Linked DNA regions of Mus musculus: region 2 is linked to region 1. A link is a contact called in public promoter capture Hi-C data. All regions are on one chromosome and are shown on one strand. Each heading gives the region's core, a stretch centred on a gene start, on an enhancer-like site or on the middle of the called end of the contact. The rest is flanking DNA. Distances are from core to core; before and after follow the strand shown. Region 1 holds the start of Foxe3 (forkhead box E3). Region 2 overlaps Gm33655 (a long non-coding RNA gene).

Region 1 (2,761 bases), core at 164-2,663:
CTCCAGTGCAGGGACCACACATGCATGCCACTATGCTGGACTAAAGCTTCCATTGTAAGGAAAGGCATTAGAAGAGCAGTGATGGGTAGTGCTCTGACCACAGGGTTTCATTTCTGCTCTGCCACTATTAGTGTACCTTGTGGGAGTCGAGGTATACTACTTTACCTCTCAGAGCACCTGTTCCCTCAGCCAAGAAACGGGGATAGTACTACCGCCCAGTGGAGCTTAAATGCCAGTGAAATACTATAAGTATTTACCAAATACAAAATGCTAAACAGTGGTAGCTGTGATTTGTTATCAGCTGTGTACAGGAGGGGAGTCTTTGAGCCCCATGCTTGAATTTGGATTTTGCATCCTTGGCTACAGGCCACCTGAATCTAGCTTTGGGCATCTGCACTAGACTAGCAAATTAGAGGGCAGGTCCGAGCCCTCTCCTCTCGAGGTAAGGGATAAGATATGCTTCATCAGAGATGGAGTCTGATGGGTGCCCAAATTTTCTCAAGGGCTGGCTGTACTCACAAGACCTTGGCAGTAAGTGCCTCTGGGACTTGTCACAGTAAGACCTTCTCTTGTCTCTGTGCTCCTTGCTCTGCCTCTACTTCCCTTGATCTTGTCAGTCTGCCTGCTTTAAGAACAAGGCTTCTCCGCCTTTGGCTCTCTCTGTGTGCTGGTGGGGCATTTTAACAAAAACTCTCCCCTCTCTCTACCCACTGATAATGCTACATCAGAAAGCAGTTCGCTCAGCCCTGCCTTCAGTGGAAGCATGTGGGGGGGGGTATGCGCCTTTTGGGGGGGAGAGGTGGAGTTATGTATGTTTGAAACAAGTTTCCCTGGAGTCAGGGATGGATAAGGATGAAGGGGGTGCAGCAGGGAAAGGAGTTAGGGCTTCTAAACATTTTCCCCTGCAACAAAGGCAGCCTGGTTCTGCGCTGTCTTGCTGTCTTCCATCATCTTCACTCTGGTTCTCTGCTGTCCAAAGGAGCCTGATGCCTCCCTGACCAGCTACATAGGATGCCTGAGGCTAGCAAAGACTGCTGGAGCGGGAACTAGAAGCATGGGGAAGGCTAAGGGGGATCTGACCTCTACAAGGCACAAAATGGGGAGAGGGCAGTAGAGTGTGCTGAATGGGTGTGTTTGTAATTGGGGTTGACCCAAAGGGGCGGGGGTAATGGGAGCAGTACTACCAAATACCACGGGATGGGGATGGGGCCCAGAGACTGACTCAGGGATGAGGGAGGGTCTGAAAAAAATTGACCCAGAGGGACTAGACCAAGGGAGGGGGAGAAACAGAGGTGGGCTGCCAGCCCGGGAAGGGGGCTGGGAAAGCAAATTAGAGGGCAGGTCAGGGCCCTCTCCTCGGGAGGTGGGAGTGTGTGTGTCCATATAAGGCGAACCTGCGACCCCCGCTCTCCGGGGCGCGAGCAGGGACTCCGCATCCCTAGGACCCCCACCCCCACCCCCCGCACATGGATGCGCAAGTCGCTTTCTCGGGCTTCCCGGCCTTGCCCTCGCTCACGCCGTCCGGGCCGCAGCTGCCGACGCTGGCGGGAGCCGAACCGGGGCGCGAACCGGAGGAAGTGGTGGGCGGTGGGGACGCCGAGCCCACGGCCGTGCCTGGCCCGGGGAAGCGACGGCGGCGGCCACTACAGCGTGGGAAGCCGCCCTACTCATACATCGCGCTCATTGCCATGGCCCTGGCGCACGCTCCCGGCCGCCGTCTAACGCTGGCAGCCATCTACCGCTTCATCACCGAGCGCTTCGCCTTCTACCGCGACAGCCCGCGCAAGTGGCAGAACAGCATCCGCCACAACCTCACCCTCAACGACTGTTTCGTCAAGGTGCCGCGCGAGCCGGGCAATCCGGGCAAGGGCAACTACTGGACGCTCGATCCCGCGGCCGCTGACATGTTCGACAACGGTAGCTTCCTGCGGCGCCGCAAGCGCTTCAAGCGCGCTGAGCTGCCCGCACCGCCGCCGCCGCCGCCGCCCTTCCCCTATGCGCCCTTCCCGCCCCCGCCAGCACCCGCGTCCGCTCCGCCCGCGCGCCTCTTCCGCCTGGACAGCCTGTTGGGCTTGCAGCCTGAGCCGCCGGGACCCGTGGCGCCCGAGCCGCCTTGCTGCGCCGCGCCCGACGCCGCCTTCCCGCCCTGTGCCGCCGCAGCCTCGCCGCCGCTCTACTCGCCAGCGTCCGAGCGCCTGGGGTTACCCGCGCCGCTGCCCGCCCAGCCTCTCCTGGCCTTGGCGGGATCGGCCGGCGCGCTCGGGCCGCTCGGAGCCGGGGAAGCCTACCTGAGACAGCCGGGCTTCGCGCCGGGGCTGGAGCGCTACCTGTGAGTCGCTTTCCGCTGCGGGAGCGCCTGGTGGAGCCTTCTGCCCCGGCCTGCGCTGGAGCAGTGCGAGCTTGTCCGTGGTACCCGTACCCGCCCGCCCGCAGCGTGGCGCAATTCGCTGGGTCCCCGAGCCTTGCTTGGGGCTAAGCCTTCCCTGCCCTCCTCCATCCCTGGGGAGACCCTGGCTGTCTCACCACCAGACTGAAGCGCCCTCTCCAATTTGAGGTCTTTCCTCCCTTTACTTGTGCTCCCCACATAAGCACCCTTGCACTGCCAAATCCGGTGCTTTGGAACTCCAGCCCCAGCCCCAAATGTCCCTGTGAGTTCCAGTCTGTGGAAACTTTTCGTTCCAAGGCACCTCCTCCATCTCTGATGTTTTGCCAACACATCAGAGGTCAGACTCCTGGGTTCATTACTTCTACCCCATCTTCC
Region 2 (2,750 bases), core at 106-2,605, 270 kb after region 1:
AAGTGCTAAGATCAAAGGCATACACCACCATACCTGACTTCATATAGACCTGTAAAAATAGCTCATTTTGTCCCACAGGGCAGGCAGAGAGGCAACACCAATAGCAATAGTGAAACGACAGTGAAATCAGTGCTCCAAATCTCCACATTAGAGAGAACCCTGTGTGTTTCTCAGGTCTGTTTCCTGTCCAGCTTCAACTGCTTACACATCTTAGCCTGTCATCTGTGAGCGATTTGCAGCTGAAACAGACTTTCTTCTTTTGTTCTGAAGTTCGACTACCACATGTAAGTCAGGACTCCACCACTTTCCTTTACATTATCATACCCATTGTGTGGGTGGGTGTCACCAAAGAACATGTGTGGAGGTCAGAGGACAATCTGTGAATCAGCTTTCTCTTTCTACCATTTGAGTCCTGGGGATTGAACTCAAATCTTCAAGTTTGGCAGCAAACCTCTTTACACACTTAATCATATTGCCGGCCCAGCCCCACCATTAAATTACTTTGAAAACGCTACTTAATTTCTTGGTCTCTGTTTCTAGATCTGATAATTGGAATTATAACAGTTCCTACTTCTTGGCAGCAGAAACAGGAAGCAGCAGGCTGACCACATCTCATTTGCATACAGGAAGCAGCAAAGACAGAGCAGGAAGTAGGGCAAGGCTAGAAACAAGTGGTTTTCAAACTTTTCTAACGCTGTGACCCTTTAATACAGTTTCTCATGTAAACACCTCTTCCCCGTGATAAAATTATTTTATTGCTACATCATAACTATAATTTTGCTACTGCTACAAATTTTAATGCAAATATTTGATATGCAGGATAAACTCTCAAAATCCTCCCAAAAGTGATGTTGTTCTTCTAGCAAGGTTTCATCCTTTAAAGGTTCCACTTCCCCAAACAGCACTACCAACTGGGGAATCAAGTGTTCAAATATATGTACCCATGGGGGACATTTCTCATTCAAACCACCAGTGCCTGTTATAGTAAAGGAAGGTAATAGGTTAAAAAAGAAAGATAGGAAGAAAAGAGAAAAACTTCAGATGACAAACTTAGTGAATCTTTCACATCAATCCACCTCTATCTTCCATGTTTGCTTTCCCATTTCTATCACATTGTTGCTTCTTTCATGAATGTTCTAGAAAGAATTGTGACCTCAGTCATTCAACAGATATTTACAGAACACTTCTGGATGCTAGGTGTGACCAGATGCAGAGACTGCTTACACAAAGAGGAACTCTGGGTTCAGCTAGTATTGAATCATGGGCCCTTCCATCTTCTCGCAAGGAGACTCCCTCCCAGGAGCCAGGAGGACCTGTGCTTGCTGGCAGGCAGAACAGATGCTATGGGCTTGAAACACTGGGATGTCCACTTTGCTCTGCTCTCGCTGCAGCCAGGCATGCTGAGCCTTGGTCACATTAGAGTCCTGGCTCTGCCAGTTTGGAGCCAGGCCACTTGTTCTTGGATAGACTCCCTTAATCTTATAAACCCTGGCTTCCTTACAAGTAAAACTAGGGTATAATGCCTGCCCTGCTTCAATGCCCGAGTTTCTGTGAGAGGAGATACTGGCGATACAAGGGAGACAAGAGCCCATGCCTCCCCTCCTCACCATCTGAGGGAAGGAAGCAAACACGCCAAGCTGTGTACTTTCATTCTCTACATGATTCTCCCACTCAGGATGCCTTTCTTCAGGCAAATTGTAACCCATACAGTTTGGTGAGAAAAGCTCCCTAAGTTCCCTAGGTCCCTATAGGTGTGGTGGGGAGCAGGACTCCTGGTCAGTCCTGGACTGTGACTTAACTCTCTCTTTCCAGGCTGGAGAGAATCCATCGTGGACCTCAGGCTGTTAGAGCTGAGCTTGGGCCAGGGATGTGCAGTGGGTCTTGGTTGGAAGATATGTGTAACCCCCCCTCCACTCCCACACATAAGACATCCAGGCATAGAGCTCATGGGAACTGCTGCAGGGCAGGGCTGGAGTTTCACTTTTGGCCTAGCTTAGATGGAGAGTGACAGGGCTGGGGGCTGCCTGACAGTTCAAAGAAGATATGTGACTCGGAGGTCAAAGTTCAGCAGAGAAGTCATTCTCTAGCCTCCTCAACTGGGAAAAATGTGTTCAAGCTGTTGCCCCTCCTGAGGTCTGCCCTGTCTTTCTGTTCCCTCCCCTGGCTCCTCGCACTTTTGGGTGGGGGCGGGGTTCTTCTGGGTCTCACTCACATGGCCTGGATCCATCCATCTTTATGCAAGAAGTTCCTGGGCTCTCGTCGCACTGAGCCTTCCTGAAGGTCAGGCTCTGGTGAAGCTGAGGTGGATAAGTTCACAGACTGGATGGAAGAAAGAGACAGAGCAGACCCTGTTGATCCAGCTGGATCTAAGCTCAGAGGATGAGAGCTTCTGTTTATCTAGTGTTCCTTATGAGCCACAGGTTGTGATGCATCACGTCACTGGACCAGCACCGTATATACGAAGCCAGTAGCTCCTATGCCATTTGGCAGCTAGAGAGCTATGAGTCACTCGGAGGGTATCTGCCTACAAGAAGCTGGTCTGGAAGCTCCAAGGCCTTATCCATTCTACCATGTGCCTTTCTCCAGAGTGGGGAGAGCTGCTCCACGAAGCTTGGAGCAGTGAGGGGTGTGTGTGGCTAGTGGTCCTCCTGGAGCACTTTGTCCTCGCTGGGCACCATGGAGCAGGCATGGGCTGGAGAGAGATTTGTCTTAAATCTGGGAGCTCAGCAGCAGCGCTTTCTCTTAGGCTC

Evidence for each region. Promoter capture Hi-C pulls out the DNA fragments that hold promoters and counts their contacts.
Region 2: a contact with region 1 is called in a promoter capture Hi-C map of second pharyngeal arch cranial neural crest. The contact joins the enhancer-like site here to the promoter of Foxe3 in region 1. A contact is called at or near these places in 17 of 39 promoter capture datasets (the C10 cell line, the HPC-7 cell line, HPC-7-derived erythroid cells and 12 more), 8 of 15 datasets of contacts at CTCF or cohesin (the NIH/3T3 cell line, embryonic stem cells, hippocampal excitatory neurons and 3 more), 46 of 484 Hi-C or Micro-C datasets (the 63-12 cell line, the Ba/F3 cell line, CD4 T cells and 33 more), 19 of 115 datasets of contacts at active chromatin or transcription factors (the HPC-7 cell line, a beta-TC-6 cell line, bone marrow-derived macrophages and 13 more) and 2 of 9 other capture datasets (adipose tissue and macrophages).

What each region holds. Positions count from the first base shown.
Region 1 is chr4:114,924,719-114,927,479 of GRCm38.p6, reverse strand. It overlaps Foxe3 (forkhead box E3), which reads left to right and starts at 1,413. Exons shown (of 1, transcript NM_015758.3): 1 at 1,413-2,761. The coding sequence starts at 1,467. The coding sequence ends at 2,333.
Region 2 is chr4:114,650,491-114,653,240 of GRCm38.p6, reverse strand. The region is part of intron 1 of Gm33655 (a long non-coding RNA gene); the gene reads left to right. Among named protein-coding and RNA genes, the nearest start is that of Gm12829, 28 kb to the left of the region's middle. Within about 2 kb of position 1,355, at least 87 of the 459 cell types and tissues checked have an H3K27ac peak or open chromatin away from gene starts, as enhancers often do. A contact at or near this core is called in the 63-12 cell line, the Ba/F3 cell line, CD8 T cells and 17 more, where this site is marked.